Regions from separate parts of the Mus musculus genome. Here region 2 is linked to region 1. The links are chromatin contacts, called in public HiChIP or PLAC-seq maps. All regions are on one chromosome and are shown on one strand. The core of a region is the stretch at or near the end of the contact, and the rest is flanking DNA. Distances in the headings are between cores, read along the strand shown. Region 1 overlaps Map3k20 (mitogen-activated protein kinase kinase kinase 20). Region 2 has its middle 45 kb from the start of Gm39850.

Region 1 (3,522 bases), core at 330-2,829:
ATAACCTGGACTTGTGAGCTAGAAGGTTTCCCCAGGCTGATTGTGTCAGGGTATGTCATGACAGCAACAGGAAACCAGCCTATGTTACCACCTCAACTGCTATCTCAAAATTATACTCCTGAGAAGGATCAAAGGCACCTCCTACATGAAGACCCTGAAGAGCACATTTGTCACAGGGCACTGCATCTCTCAAATTTTCTTGTTATTCTCTTTTATAGACCAGATATGACCAGAGGATATGCCAACAAACACTCTAGCGGCTTCATTATTTCCTTAGTCATGACTGATTATATCAGGAACAGTGCAGGTTACCAAAGACATGGTTGGTATGTTTACCATCAAAGACGGCAAGGTTATACTAACCAAATGCTTTATAGCCCATAGCAATCTCCACTGGGAGTTAATTTATCCCAATTCCCCAGGAATAGTCAGTGTGGAACCTTTAGAAGGTGGTATTAGCTTCATAATAGAAAGAAAAAGACCCCTGAAATGTCTGATGGTCATTAAGTCACCTCTGTGGGGAATCAGTGTAATATTCATTTTCTAGGCATAGACCAACTGTAAGACCACAAACCCTTTGATGGAAAGGAATGCCAGACTTCTTTGAGGAGAAGTCCATGACATCACCCAGGGGTATGCCACAAATCCTCCACGTGTCACCAAATGCTGCCATTTATTAGACAGAAAGTACAAGATGGGGAACTACTCAGAATTTCAAGGATTACTAACCACTAGCCTTGAATTGCCTCCACATTCCCTACATCCCTACAACAGATTGAGGTAAAATAAAACATGAGCTCAAATTATAAGTGGTTCTGTGTGATACGTTAGTAGCAAATGGATGAGAGCGCTTAAGTGTTCTATCCCCACTAGGAATGACCCCAAACCCAAAGAATAGCATTTCAGGAAAATGCTCCCAGAGGGCAAAACTTTCGACAATTTATTTGGTGACTCACTTGGTTTGGAATGTGCAATGACCCAAACTATGAATCTATCCTAATAGCTGACTAGATACCCTTTGGCTGGATGATTAGGAATTCTGATATGTAAACACTGGAGACCAGGGACAAAGATGTGTGTAGACAGACCTTTCAACCTGGGCAGACCGTGCCCCACAGGAAACTCTGTAACGGGCGTCCACTGCAGAGGAGTGTTTAGGCATACAATACTGTTTCCTCTGTGGAAGCCACTTGAACTCTTTTCTAGCTATCCCAGGGCATGCTCATTGAGCCTGAGAACAAGGTGGCTATGATTGTAAGGCTGGGGACCATATGTAGGGCTAATAAACACAACTTCCCCTTAACAAGGCTGAACTGTCTGCTGGTTCTGGTAAGTATATATCAGATCTGCTAATAAGAGACTCTGAGCCCAACTGTCACCATTCCAAAGAGGACAGATTGAGGGCACTGGAGTTCGGGGAGGAATTCATCTTCCTCCATAAACACATCTCCTGGATAAGAATTTGCCATCCCCAGCTGCAATGCTGCTGACAGCTTCTTCATCCACTGCCTCACAGAAGGCCTTTTTCACCATGTTAGTATTCCACTGTCAGCTGCTGCTGAAGGAAACCACTCACAGTCCAGGAAGTGAAGCAATCGTCTCATAGCAGTGGTGGGATTAACTAAGCCAAACTCACCACACAGCCCTCCCCTTAAGCAGCAACTGACTAGCAGAAAAGCAGAGCAGCCCACTGGAGACTCAGTTACAGGAGCAGCTGAGGGACAACAGCTGCAACATTTACGGGATGAATTATATACCCTCAGCCCCAACCACTGTCTCCTCTACGCACATGGATCTGGACTGAAGGTGAGGGTGGTCCCTATCACTTCCACGTCTAATAATTATCTCAGTAACAATGGCCTCTGACATTCGGGGACTTTACATGGGGACAATGACATTCAGAGACTTTCGGTTCCAAGTATAGAATGTAAAAATGATCCTGCTAGGGGACATAATGATCCTACTGAATTAAAATATGAGAATGCCACTTGGCTATTTTAAAGTTCTTGTCTACTACTAAACTTACAAACAGTTAAAAAAAAAAGTTTCTCTCCTGACTGGAGACTGAATTACTGAGGGAGAACTGGGCTACTGCAAGGAAGTTACGTGATCAGCTTTTGTCTCTGGGACAGAATTCCTGAGAGAATTCCCCAAAAAGAAGGGTTTGCTTTGGCCCTTGGTTTTATAACTTTGATGCATGGGTGGTTGGCTCTGGTGTTTTGGTAACATCATAGCAAGAGCACGTGATGCCACAAAACCATTCACCTCATGGGTGCCAGGAAACAAGAAGGGAAAGAAAGGAAGGGGTAGGGTTCCAAGATCCCCCTCAGAGACATACCACCTGAGACCTAACTTCCGCCTGCTAGGTCTACTCTGAAAGTTCTCACCTGCTCCAGGCAGCAGCACGAGGTAGTGGCCAAGCCTTAGCTTGTAGCCTTTGGAGGACAAGCAAGACACAAACCAGAAAAGAATCCTATGTCTGAAATACAGGAAATTTTGCAGGAGTGTTGTAGGAGATCCATACCCAATAATAAATGTTAGTAAAACATACAAGGGTCCAAGTAAAACAGGAGTCATAGGGACTGAGAACCTTCAAGAATAACAGTTCAAGTCCCCTCACTGGGTGAAGTCCTCCAAGCCTGCTGAGGTTTAGGCTGAGGGAAAACAGAAATACGAAATGACTATTGAAAGAGGACGGTAGTAGCTTCCAGCATTTCACTTTGTTGTTCTTTGGATGTGTATGGTAAGGCCTTCTCAACCTTTCTTCCCCTTATGATGCCACACTTAAGCTGTTGGGTTTATAACTCAGGCTTTAGGTAATAATAGTCAGTGCACTGTAGTGGAATCTGAGCAGAAGTTAATGAAGCCTGCGGTGGATGAAGTCACTCTTAGGACTGTGCATCTCATTTTGGGGACTGATGGGAACTTCCCTTGTGCAAAGGACAGCTAGTCTCCATAGGTGAGAGCACAGACTTGTCTCCTAGTTATGTGGAAGTTCCAATGTATGTGCTGGGTGTGTGCAGAGGCTGAGTAGAGGAAGACACCACATTGCATTCAACATCTCTTGCCCTGTTTTATAATAGCTTTATGGGTAATTTTCTTTCTGGCAAATGGCACCATGTTAGCCTATGTCAATAAATGGTGCTGAAGACACCGCAAGGCACAAGCAAAGGATGAAATACTTCTTGTGTGGTAGTTTTCCCTCCAGTAGCCAACAACAGATGTAGAAGGAAACACCCCATGTGCCAGGCAGCTGAAAACTTCAGTGTGATACACAGCAAAGCCTCCTGCCACCCAGTGAGCTGTACCTCATCCCACCAGATAAAACCCAGATTTCAGGGGCAGAAGAGGGAACATGATATGACACATACCTCCTCTTCCTCCTCTTCTTCCTCCTCCTCCTCCTCTTCCTCCTCCTCCTCCTCCTCTTCCTCCTCTTCCTCCTCCTCCTTCTCCTCCTCCTCCTCCTCCTCTTCCTTCTCTGAACTGCCCTCTCTTTTTGCTAGTCCCATAATCTCCAGT
Region 2 (3,522 bases), core at 661-3,160, 740 kb before region 1:
TAGGTTCTGATGATATCGGTTCTGGAGGTGGGTGCTATTTACACAGAAGGGTCCCCTGGGATCGGATACAGGCAGTTGTGAGACACCCACTATTAGCACTGGAAAAGAGTTCAGATTCTCTGCCAAGGCAGTACATACCCTTAACGGCTCAGTCAAGGAAAGTGGATTTCTTTATAGAAGTGTGTTTTCTGAATGCACGGTAAAGAGTATGAGAAGCAAGCTTGCTTCCTACCTGAGTCAGCACACATGCGCCCATGCGTGGGGAACATCGCCTATGAGCTTGAAGATTCGTGTTTTTAAATTGTTAAAGATTTTGTTTTAGCCGGGCATGGTGGCGCGTGCCTTTAATCCCAGCACTTGGGAGGCAGAGGCAGGCAGTTTGAGGCCAGCCTGGTCTACAAAGTGAGTTCCAGGACAGCCAGGGCTACATAGAGAAACCCTGTCTAGAAAAGCAAAAAAAAAAAAAAACAAACAAACAAACAAAAAAACCTAGATGAAGGCTCACAGGATCAGGATATTAATGGTGTAAGACTGGTTGCAGAATTGGTGTGCATTTATTTAATGGCTGCTGGAAGGGGAGAGGGGCTGAGTAAGAGTAGACCTTGCAAGCCAAGTTAGGTTGGTCTCCTTTCCTGAGCCGTGAGTGTCTAGTTAGAAGTTCTCCAGTCTACCCCGGGCTGCTTATTCTGGTTCATGGCTGTTGCAATCCTGCCTGGACTCCTCCAGCCCTGTTTGGAAACAACTCCTGAGCCTGGAGCTAGGCAAGCCTCTCTCTACCTACCTCCTAGCCTAAGCCCCGTTCTAGCTTTTGTCAAATTATTTTCCTCTTTGCCCTGGGAGATCCCTGAGGTATCCAAGATATGGGATGGGACACCTGGATATCCATGAGAGCAGCTGCTTATTAAAGATTTATTTTTATTTATTTTATGTATATGATAACACTGTTGCTGTCTTCAGACACACCAGAAGAGGGCACTGGATCCCCATTACAGATGGTTGTGAGCCACCCTGTGGTTGCTGGGACTTGAGCTCAGGACCTCTTAAGAACAGTCAGTGCTTGTAACTGCTGAGCCATCTCTCCAGCCCGAGGGAGCACTTCTTAAGGACGTTGGTAGTAGTGCCGCAGATGCTCCAGGGTTTGGATCAGTAATAGAAAGAAACGGCAAGATGAAGGGAATCGGCGGACAGGGCTCACAATTAGCACTTTTGAGGCTCCGGGACCTGAACCCATGGATATGACCTACCTCCAATGGAAACACCCAGGGAAAAAAAATTCCAGAAGGCAGAACTCAAGGTCCCAGGATGCAAACATTAAGCTGAAACCCATGGACACAGCTCTGTGTAGGAATATCCTGTCATCCAGGCTCAGTATTTTGTAGATCTTCAGTTGCTCTCCAGGCCTCCTTGGCAGGCTGAGGGTTGCACCTACACCAAAACAGAAACTCCCAGACTTTCTTCTTCCTGGTCATTATCTCCTCAAGTAGAACACAACTATTGATGGAGCACTTACAGCGTATTGGGTAATATGAGTAATTGAGAGGCGATTTAAGGTGTATGGAAGGATGTGCTTGGCGTGTATGCAAACAGCATCTGATACATAGGATTTGAACCTCCACAGACTTTGGAATCCACTGGAACCAGTCTCTGCGGGAACACTAGACAGGAACAGGAGAAGGGTAGGAGGAGGGGTGAAGGTGAGGTCAAGGAGGCTGGCTTGCATGGAGGCACTGATCGCCTGGGTTAGTGGATACTGGGAAGTAGAAAGAAGTGGGAGGAGGGGAGGTGGCTGGATAAGAGAAACTAGGTAGCAGCAACTGATACAAATGGGGAGTGGCTAAGAAGAGGAAGTGTGGTCAGATGGAGAAGCCAGAACCACAGGAAACAATACCACGTGTGGGGAGGGCAGAAGCTTCGAAGGGGGCACGCCTGGCAAAAAGAGGAAGGCAGCCATTTGCAGCAGGGTCACGAAACCCAGGAGGAGGAGTGCTCCCCAGGCAGTTGTATGGGATCACAGATGTCCTAGGCCCTGTGCCCAGTACTATGCATGGATTATCTGAAGTGAATCACAGAACAACAGTATGCTCACCCATTTTACAGATGAGCCAGCTGGCACCCTGACTGGCTAAAGAACGTGTCCATGGTCACCAGGGAAGGAAGTAAGGAACAGGGAATCCAGACTCTCTTTTTTTTTTTTTTTTTTTTTTTTTTTTTTTTGGTTTTTCGAGACAGGGTTTCTCTGTGTAGCCCTGGCTGTCCTGGAACTCACTCTGTATACCAGGCTGGCATTGAACTCAGAAATCCACCTGCCTCTGCCTCCTGAGTGCTGGGTGTGCGCCACCACTGCCCGGTGGGATCCAGACTCTTAAGGGTAGATGGCATCTGAGGGAGAGGAAGGCTGCGAAACTGTCCAGAGAGATGGTTAATAGAAACAGGTGGTGCTTCTTAGTGGCTTCTTAGGGTCGGGGGTGATAGGTCAACAAAGTAAAAGCTGAGCGATGTATATCTGTATGTGTGAGGGGAGGTAGTATGGATACACACACACACACCATATACAACTTTGTACTCAGTATTCAACAAAAAAAGATTTTCTTTTTCTTTTCCTAATCTACACCCTTTTTCCAGAACCTAGCTGACTGTAGAGTTCCCAGGAGAAGAAATCAAAGAAAAAGACTTCTGCATCTCCTGTCTTAGCTACTTTTGCACTGTTATGAAGAAACACTATGACTGAGGCAACTTATAAAAGAACGAGTTTATTGGGGTTCACAGTCACAGAGCATTAGAGTCCATGGCCATCGTGGCGTGGAGCATGACAGTGGGCAGACAGGCATCGCACTGGAGCGGTAGCTGGGAGCTTCCATGCTGAGCTGCATGCAGGCAGAAGGCAGAAAGAGAGTGAGTGAGTGAGTGAGTGAGGCTAGGCTGAGGTGGGCTTCTGAAACCTCAAAGCCCACCCCCAATGACCTACGGCAAGGGCACAAGGATTTCTCCCAATCCTTCCCAAACAGTTCCACCAAACTAAGGACCAAGCATTCAAACACATGAGCCTGTGGAGGTCTCTATCATTCAAATCACCACGGCTTTCAAAGACCAGAACACAGAGAGGGTATCCTCGAGAGACCTGAAAACCGTTGAGGCTGGTGCTTTGCCCCAGATTTACTCCTCTCCTTCCTAGGTGTTTGATTGGCTGACTTTACAACCTCCCTGGAGGTCAATAGGTTCCTACCCTGCAGCCAGCCTCTGCCCCACAGTATCTGAGCTCCTGCTCTCTCTCTCCATTTCCCTGACAAGTCTCAGTTACATCCCAACCTGCTTCTACATTCTGTTTCAGCTTGCTGTCAGGATCCCGCCAGGACTACAGATGGCCTTCTTAAAAGCAGACGTCCTGATCTGCTTTGCCCTGACCCATGCCCAGCAGGCTCCCAGTTCATCTTCTGCATTAAAGAAAGGGGGTTAAGATTACGGCAGTGGCCGTTTGGTCCTCCCTGAGACAGGAATGGTACTCTAGTCTAGGAAAAATGAGTA

The links. HiChIP or PLAC-seq counts read pairs in DNA pulled down with a chosen protein or histone mark.
Region 2: a contact with region 1 is called in an H3K27ac HiChIP or PLAC-seq map of microglia, with 5 times the contacts expected there. The contact joins two enhancer-like sites.

What each region holds. Positions count from the first base shown.
Region 1 is chr2:72,316,733-72,320,254 of GRCm38.p6, reverse strand. The region is part of intron 2 of Map3k20 (mitogen-activated protein kinase kinase kinase 20); the gene reads right to left. Among named protein-coding and RNA genes, the nearest start is that of Map3k20, 33 kb to the right of the region's middle. Within about 2 kb of position 1,579, at least 105 of the 459 cell types and tissues checked have an H3K27ac peak or open chromatin away from gene starts, as enhancers often do. A contact at or near this core is called in microglia, where this site is marked.
Region 2 is chr2:73,052,614-73,056,135 of GRCm38.p6, reverse strand. No RefSeq gene overlaps it. Among named protein-coding and RNA genes, the nearest start is that of Gm39850, 45 kb to the right of the region's middle. Within about 2 kb of position 1,910, at least 117 of the 459 cell types and tissues checked have an H3K27ac peak or open chromatin away from gene starts, as enhancers often do. A contact at or near this core is called in microglia, where this site is marked.